3 separate regions of the Gossypium hirsutum genome follow, and regions 2 and 3 are each linked to region 1. A link is a contact called in public Hi-C data. All regions are on one chromosome and are shown on one strand. Each heading gives the region's core, a stretch centred on a gene start, on an enhancer-like site or on the middle of the called end of the contact. The rest is flanking DNA. Distances are from core to core; before and after follow the strand shown.

Region 1 (2,700 bases), core at 121-2,620:
TTTACTAGCTCAAGAAAGAATCTCAAATACTTTGGACCCTACACTATCATTCAAAAAATTGGACCTGTAGGCTGTACCTTACAAATTAGAGCTCCCAAATGATGCCAAAATTCATCCAGTGTTCCATATTAGTCTGCTAAAGAAGAAAATTGGCTCTGAGGCAGTAGCTTGATATAAATAGAATGCTTTGAATTTCGTTCGATTTGAGTTTATCCAAGGTTTACTTTATTTGAAATTTGGGTTTAGATTCGTTTTAAATTATTGTGTTATGTCTTGTTTTTAAATTTAAATTTTAGTTATTTTATATTGAGATAAATCTTAAAAGTATATATAAATTTTGATTTAATGTACAATATTATACAAGAATTTCGGTCTAGTACAAATTCTATACATAAAATTTTAATTTTAATTCAATTTTCATGTAACACTTACAATATTATCTAAGTAACATTATTTTTCTTGAAGTCAGTGAAAATTCAAATTACTTATTGATATTTTACTAAACTAAAAAATGAATTAGTAAATTTTAATATTTCCACATAATTTAAATTATTCTTTTTGGAAATAATCTACGTAAATTTAAATTATCTTTCCACTAGTACATTGGTAAAGATATATATTTTTTTAATCTACGTAAAAATAATTTAAATTTATTAATTTATGTTTTAGTTTAATAAAATATTGCATTAGCAATTTTTATATAATATGATGAAAAATAATGACACATAAATAACAATGCTATTATATTGTGAAAATTGAATTAAAATTAAATTAAATATATAATATTATATATTAAATTAAAATTTATGTATAATTTTGAAATATTTTTTCTTTTAGAGCACCGTACTAAATTTTGAAGCCCAATGCCTAAAAATCTACTCGAATTTGATTTGGGCTTACCTACAGTCCCTCGACATGCCTAGTGGCACAAACTCTGGAGTAATATAATTTTGGACTTCTTTTTTTCTCAATTTTCATGAATGATTTTATGTGTTTTTAATTAAATAAATAAAATTAAACATATTAATTATTATGATAATTAGAGTATTTTAATAATATAAAAAAATATATCATAAATAAAGTCTGAATGAAGATATTTTTTTTACTAATTAAAGTGAAAATATTTATTTAAAAAAAACATGTATTTTTAATTTTTTTGGTACTATGAAAACTTACAAGTTAAGAGATATTATAACACTTGATTTTATTTTTTTTGAAGCATGTGCGTTTTTTTTTATTTTTAATATTTTTGTTAACATTTTAAATGTAGTTTACTTAACCTATTTTTCTAGTATTCACTAAAATATTATATACTTGTATTTTATAATATGTTTATATATGTATATATATATTATATTGTATTGGCAAAAAGGTTGAATGAGAGAGAGCAGAATCTTGAATGTGAGAATCATGCTTTGAGACTTTTATTCAAATCCGTCAAAATCTCAGCTTTCCCGCTGCTCTCAATCTCTAAATCGGAAAACCCATGTCAAGAAGAATAGTTTTACGAACCCTAGACTCGATTCTAAAAGACGGCAACTTTCCAGTTCAGTCTCCTCCAACATTCCAGCTCTCCTTTCACTGGTAGGCTTCTCCACTCTCTTTTCCCTCCTTTTTCTTCGATTTTTTTTTCTATACTTGCAAATCAATTTTCCATCTAGAATGAGTCTAATAAAACAATGCTGGTTCTTTATGTTCTCAAAGATTTACTACGCACCTTGAAATCGATTCTGCTAATTCACTCCATTCTTTTTTTTTCTATGAAAATTTAGAGAGCTAGTGTGATCTGTAGACGTGTTTTTAGTAGAAAATTTCTTTTGTATTTCCGCTTACTCCGACATTCTAATATTCCTCTGCATGCAGATCTTGTAGCGTGGTTTCAATTTTTTAAATGGAAATACAGCGAAGAGTTAGTCCAAGGTTTCAAAATCTACCAAACGGTGGTAAATCGAACATTGAGAAGATATGGAATGCAACAAAATCAAGAAAAACATTAAATACTAGAGTTAGCCCAAGGTTTCAAAATCTACTAAATGTTGGGAACTCAAACATTGAGAAGATAAGGAATGCAACTGACTCAGGAAAGAAATCAAATACTAGAGCTAGCCCTAACTCAAAGATTGTGAAGATACGGAATGAAACTGACTCGACAAAGATATCAAATACTAGAGTTAGCCCGAGGTTCCAAAATCTACCAAAATTTGAGAAGATGCGGGATGCAGCTGACACAAGAAAGAAATCAAATACTAGAGTTAGCCCAAGGTTTCAAAATCTACCTAATGGTGGTAACTCCAACAATGAGAAGAAAAGGGATGCAGCTCTCTCAACAAAGACATCAAATACTAGTGCTAGCCCAAGGTTCGAAAATCTACCAAATATTGAGAAGATATGGAATGCAACCGACTCAAGAACAACATCAAATACTAGAGTTAGCCCAAGGTTTCAAAATCTACCTAATGGTGGTAACTCCAACAATGAGAAGAAAAGGGATGCAACTCCCTCAACAAAGACATCAAATAGAGTTAGCCCAAGGTTCCAAAATCTACCAAAATTTGAGAAGATATGGGATGCAACCGACCCAAGAAAGAAATCAAATACTAGAGTTAGCCCAAGGTTCCAAAATCTACCTAATGGTGATAACTCCAATAATGAGAAATTAAGGGATGCAACTCTCTCAATAAAGACATCAAATACTAGAGT
Region 2 (2,700 bases), core at 8-2,507, 140 kb after region 1:
TTGCAACGACATACAAATATTTTCAAGATTTAATTTAAACGTATGCATCATCTTAATGCATATTAAATATTGCAAAAGGCTTTTCAAATATTTGTTTAATACAAAAATATTAATTAATGAATATTTTATTTTTAATTTGAAAATGATACTTATTCACTTACTAAACATACTTAGTAACAACAAACTGAATGAAAATAACTAAGGGATAGAATAGGAACTTCATAATTGTTATGAGCTGTGACAAAGAACAAACTGAATGAAAATAAGGAATACAACAGGAATTTCATGATTATCATGAACTGTAACAAACTAAAACAGTTATTGATAATAATGGTTCTCCGATCACTGAAGCCGAGACTAGAAAACGTTGAAAGAAATTTGATAAAGTAGCTCGTTGCTACATTCTAGCAAGCATGACCATCACCTTTTATAAGAATCCATGAAAATAGGTAAAATAGTCGGCAAAGCAATCAAGAGCCTCCATCTTTTTAGCTCGAATAAAATGACTGTCATACCAAAAAGGAAAAAATCCCAATCAAACATGTTCTCATATCCCAGTAACAAAGCTCGAGAAATGCTATCCCGAAATATAGAACTTAACATATGATGGACGAAAAGCAAATTTAGGTCCCAAGAAATACTGTCTCAAAGAGCAGAGGAGAGGATCTATCATCTCGACTGCCCAGAACAAAAATGCCCACAACAAATGTCATGTTCAATTGTTGCAGATATTTTGGGGGCGGTGATGAGTTGAGTAACTGTGCTCAAGTAAGGCTGAAATTTCTTGGTTGCCTTTCCATTACAATTTTAATTTTCAGGTCCCCACCCTTCGCCCTCCTCTCTTTCCACCGATTCATAATATATATGCTAGATATTTTGATCAACACCAAGTCTCAGAGAAATTTACATTTAGAAAGAATAAATATTCGAATTTATAAAAAATTATTATGATTAATTAAGATTTGGAACATATATGAATACAATGGATGGAAATGTAATCTATGCAGATTGCGTTCAATTATCCAAAAAGAATGATAATTAAAATTTGGCAGGTGACGGGACCGACCGGAGCAAGAAAATCAAAATGGAAGAGGAAAGAGAGTAGTTCTAGTTTGGGTCCCGCTTCCTCGATTGCTGAGTTAGCGAGACAGAAGCATCTTTCAGTTTCTATGATCTACTACCACTCGCTCATGGCGCGTTATTTTCCAATCTCCCACCAATTCAAACTTCAAAAAGTAGATATTTCATTACACGCTTCTCCACTTGTACTCTTCACCTTTCTCTTTTCCCCTTTTTTTCTCTCTGAATGAGGGAGGGGTAAGGAAGGTAGCTCCTGTCAGAAACACACAGTCGTAACGCCGTTTTCAAGAACATCCTCGAAACGACGACGTAGGTTTTGGTATCCACAGCACGCTGTTAAAAATTTTGGCTCCACTAAACGAAATCGTAGATTAAAAGGAAAAAAAAAAGTAAGGGAAGGGAAGGGCTAATTATGTCTGTGTGTTTTCGCTTTTATCTAAGTTGTCTTTGTGTCTCACCTTCACGCATGTTATGGACATTTTTTAGGTTTAATGTATGGAAAATGGACTAATTAATTTCTTTTTCTTTTTCCTTTTTGTTTTAGTTTCTTCCTTACTCACTCACTCTCTCAATTCCCAAGGCTCTCACCCTTAAAAACAACCTCCACTTCCTCTAATAAAATCTTATGTTTTCTTGTCCCTTCCTTCCTCCTCCACTTTCTCTTTTCTAGGGTTTTATTTTATTTATCTTCTTTCGGTTATATATATTTTTTTACCTTTCTTTGTGTTAAATTGAAACCTCAAAGCAAATAGTATTACACATAAAGCGAAAAAAAGAACTGTAAACAAGATTAAAAAAAAAAACTTTCTGTTAAATTAAATGCCGTGAAATCCATGTGAATCGAGTTGATGGAGCTGAATTTCTTGCTCTGGAAGCCGACTGTTGTCAAGTCACCTCGTCTTTACTTTTTGGGAGGGTTTGAATCAGAGTGAAGGGGAGATCTCAGGGGTTTAGTCTTATTCTACGAAGGATCGAGCATTGATGTAATGTTAATTAAGATTTTATCGTGAAGAGAAGAAAGAATCTTGGCCTCCACAATGCATTTCGCTAAGCTCGATGACTCTCCCATGTTTCGCAAGCAGGTTTCTCTCTCTCGACGTTCTTTACTTAGCTGGAACGAAGTCGAGGACATTGTAGATTTACATACTCCCCCCCCCTCCACCCTCCAAAATTGTTTACATATTTAGCTGAATTATTTCAGGTTGCTTATTTTGATTGCCATTTTTGTAACCTTCAGTGCTTTGTTCCCCTTTGGTTGTCGGAGAAAATAAGGCAAAAGAAACAAAATAAAAGGGGAATATTTTCCCCATTAATTTTATCTTTCTAATGGCTGCTTCAAAGAATTTGGCTAGATCAGCGGTAGTTTTTGTATAATTAATGGTTGTATATTTTGCATAAAAAATGTTTTGTAGATTTGGGGAGATTTATTTTATTCTAAATAGAGTTGGAGCATGTGCCTAGTTCGATATCTAGCTTGACTATCAGTATCCATGATTGGTGGGTTTAAAAGATTGTTTAAAGAGTGATCCTTGATCTCTCCTGGTTTGCGATAAGATGTATTTTCTGAAAATTGAAACTATAGGGCACTGATTTTCAAATGATCTCTTATGTTTTCTTAAT
Region 3 (3,034 bases), core at 495-2,994, 250 kb after region 1:
ACAGGATTGCCAAGCTACAATCAATTGGAGCAAACAGGAACGGATGTTGTAGATAAGTAAAAGAAAATCCCCAAAAGGGAAAAAAGGACTGAAATTTCTTTGCGGAACTACTTACAGCGATTCCTTTCAAGTTGAACAGCTTTTCCTTCTTATTAAACTGATGCATAAGTTCAGCCAGCTGGGGTATATAATGGCCTATTTTTAGAAACAGAATCAGTGCTGATTCACATTTCACACTAGAACAAACAATACTATGTTCTTGAACAGCTAAATGATACCAGCATAGCTTTCCCCTGTAATGAAGAGGCTTCTATTCTTGTACTGGGGGAATTTGAGGAACCAATTTTGCAAAAATACCAGATTGTCCCTAGCTACAATAACAAAAGAGACAAAAGTTAGAAAGATGAAAGGTAACTTGGGGAGATAAACTTTTGTAAGACAAGTAAAAGAAATTTTAAAAAAAAACGAAAAAAGAACAGTGATGAATGAACATGGCATCATTGTAAAGTGAAAGACAAATACGGACGGCAATGTCACTACAGCATTGTGAAATATTCTCGGACCCCTTTGCGTGATAAAAGAAATCAAAAAAAGAAGGGGAAAAAGTAAGATAACCCCGAAATAAATAAAAAATAAAAAGGCAAAGAAGCTCTATTGAATATTCAGTATAGAAACTCTGTTTCTTCTACAACTTAAGGTTATTTGCATACATTAAAGTGAGTGAACATTAGGGAAAATGGGTTTAGATTGGAGAGAGTGGTACCAGTGATCTTGTCATTAACAGCCTCATAAGAGGAGTCGTCAGCGGAATAAGAGAAGCCAACTCCAATTGGGGCCTCCAAATACAACATATTGGCCTCTGCAATAGAATGAGATTGCTAACAATCAACTTGTGCTTGTGCAGGCATGTGTTTCTAAGATCTGAAAAACCCCTATCCACTTACCAGTAATGCAAAAACACCATAATTAACAACATGAACAAACAACCGTAAATACATAAGCATACCTCTATTCCAGCTATATTCGTTCTTGACCAGCACTTCCCCGCTAGGCCTAAACGGTCCATTCTCAGAGAAGGCTCCAACCCCCAGTGAAGAGCATCCAGGTCCTATAATTCACAACAGGAACTTAGAAAACGTGATAGAAGCATTATCTTGTAGGCCTGAAAACGAGAGACTGAAAAAAGTGAGAGACCTCCATTGAGCCAGAGGACAAGAGGTTTGGATGCTGGATCTACTTCAGCTTCAGCAAAGTAGTAAAACAAAGCTCTCTGCTTTCTCTTATCAACGGTCACATAGCCCGCATACTGTTGAAACCCGACTTTGGGTTGACCCGGTAGTTGAGATATCCGATCAAACAGAGCCGGAAAACACTCCACTTGAACAGAAAACCAAACCTCAAGTAGAATTAAGCCCAATGCTACTGATCTCCAGGCTAAACCAAGCATGGTGTCTACTTCTTTTGTTTTTGTTTTTTTTTTTTTCCCCTCAGATAAGTCTAAGAGAACGGAAATATAAAAAATAAAAAATAAAAATCAGAGTAAGAAAGAGAGACAAGAAAGTAGACTTGACAACAATGTTGCTGAGTGGGGTTGGATTTTATAAAGAGAGTCCTGTACTTTTGTTACTATTCTATTACATTTATTATATATAAAATATAAATAAAAATATAATGTAGTGTAGGAGCTAAAAGCCTAAAACAGATGGTTGTTGGGTAAATTGTTGGTTCACTTTCTCTTCACTTGGAAATGGTCTGTTAGAGTTGAGATTAGGAGATGGTGAGCAGGACTGCAGGAGTGGGTCACTGGCTAACTGTTACAGAAAACGAAAAGAGAGAATGTGCATTGTAAAGCTCCCCCATTAACTCAGCCTTAGCTTACACCAACACCACCATTGTGTTTATTTTATTTTGTTGTGTTAGAAATAGAAACTACTTTCTTCTACTAGTCTATGATACTACAGTAAGCCAAAGAATACATTGTTCTATTTTTATGTTGTTGACTTCTTGTCACCTATGGTTTTTGGTAACAACATAGAGCATACAGATTGTGTTGTGTTATGCTTACAAGGACAAATAGCCATCTTCACACCATGCTTAACGCTTTCCCACTGTTTGCTTTTTGTTTTTAGGGGAGGGGGTTTCCCTCTAATTCGCATTTTTGCTTTTCAAATATCAGAGCAAAGTGAATGCGTCACGGTGACATAGCAGAGGCATATCAGGTTGTACTAGAGTTCAACAAAGTTCACTTCGAAAAAATTAAAAAAAATTAAATTTTAAATTATTCAAGTCAAATTTAAATAATTAATTCGAGTTTTAAGTTAATTTTTACGGTTTGAATAACAGATTAGTACACATATCTTTTTTATCCTTGTTAAGGTTAGAAAACGAATAAACTGATCTCTCCCAACAAAAAATTCAAAAAAAATTCAAAAATCAAAATATTTATAAAAATTCTAAAATTTTTTTAAAATAATAATTTTGGAACCTAAATAAGTTAATTAATAATTTAAGTTTGTCATACTAAAATATCATATTTTTATTATTATCTTGCTTTGAAAAAGTTTTCAAATATATATAATTTTAAATTTATGTGCTCTAATATGGAATTAATTATATTATAACAATATTTTAATTTGTCATGTTTAAGCTTTTAATTTAACTCGAACTATTTTACTCGATTTAATCTAGCTTGAATTTTAATTTATTCAACTTGATTCGAAAAAAATTTAAATTAAATTAGAATAATAAAATAAGACTCATCAACTCAGTTAATTCGAAACTTTTTCACTAAATTTGACTCGATTCGATCCAACGTTGACTCTAATTTCTCTCAATAAAAATTTTGGAACGAACTAGGAAAAAAACAGATGGGAAACTTGATGATTGGTTGAGAAAGGAACTAATGTTCGAGCTTCAGCTTCGACATTATATACAGTTGCACAAGTCTTTTTCCTCAATTTCTTGGCAGGTTTAACTTTAGTCAAATTATCCAATTAATCGCTTTCTTGGTAAAAAAAAATTAAGAATTTAGATG

What was found. Hi-C and Micro-C count contacts between places; a contact is called where the count stands out from the background.
Region 2: a contact with region 1 is called in a Hi-C map of leaf, with 3 times the contacts expected there. The contact joins the promoter of LOC107886724 here to the promoter of LOC107886726 in region 1. A contact is called at or near these places in 5 of 34 Hi-C or Micro-C datasets (callus, hypocotyl and leaf).
Region 3: a Hi-C map of leaf shows a contact between it and region 1, with 2.3 times the contacts expected there. The contact joins the promoter of LOC107952011 here to the promoter of LOC107886726 in region 1. A contact is called at or near these places in 3 of 34 Hi-C or Micro-C datasets (all in leaf).

What each region holds. Positions count from the first base shown.
Region 1 is chrA03:104,730,546-104,733,245 of Gossypium_hirsutum_v2.1, reverse strand. LOC107886726 (histone-lysine N-methyltransferase, H3 lysine-9 specific SUVH4) reads left to right here and starts at 1,370. Exons shown (of 17, transcript XM_016810778.2): 1 at 1,370-1,584; 2 at 1,864-2,700. The coding sequence starts at 1,892.
Region 2 is chrA03:104,593,468-104,596,167 of Gossypium_hirsutum_v2.1, reverse strand. LOC107886724 (ADP-ribosylation factor GTPase-activating protein AGD3) reads left to right here and starts at 1,257. Exons shown (of 19, transcript XM_016810774.2): 1 at 1,257-2,162. The coding sequence starts at 2,118.
Region 3 is chrA03:104,483,588-104,486,621 of Gossypium_hirsutum_v2.1, reverse strand. It overlaps LOC107952011 (serine carboxypeptidase-like 45), which reads right to left and starts at 1,744. Exons shown (of 10, transcript XM_016887241.2): 1 at 1,195-1,744; 2 at 1,007-1,108; 3 at 764-859; 4 at 279-371; 5 at 116-195; 6 at 1-14. The coding sequence starts at 1,447.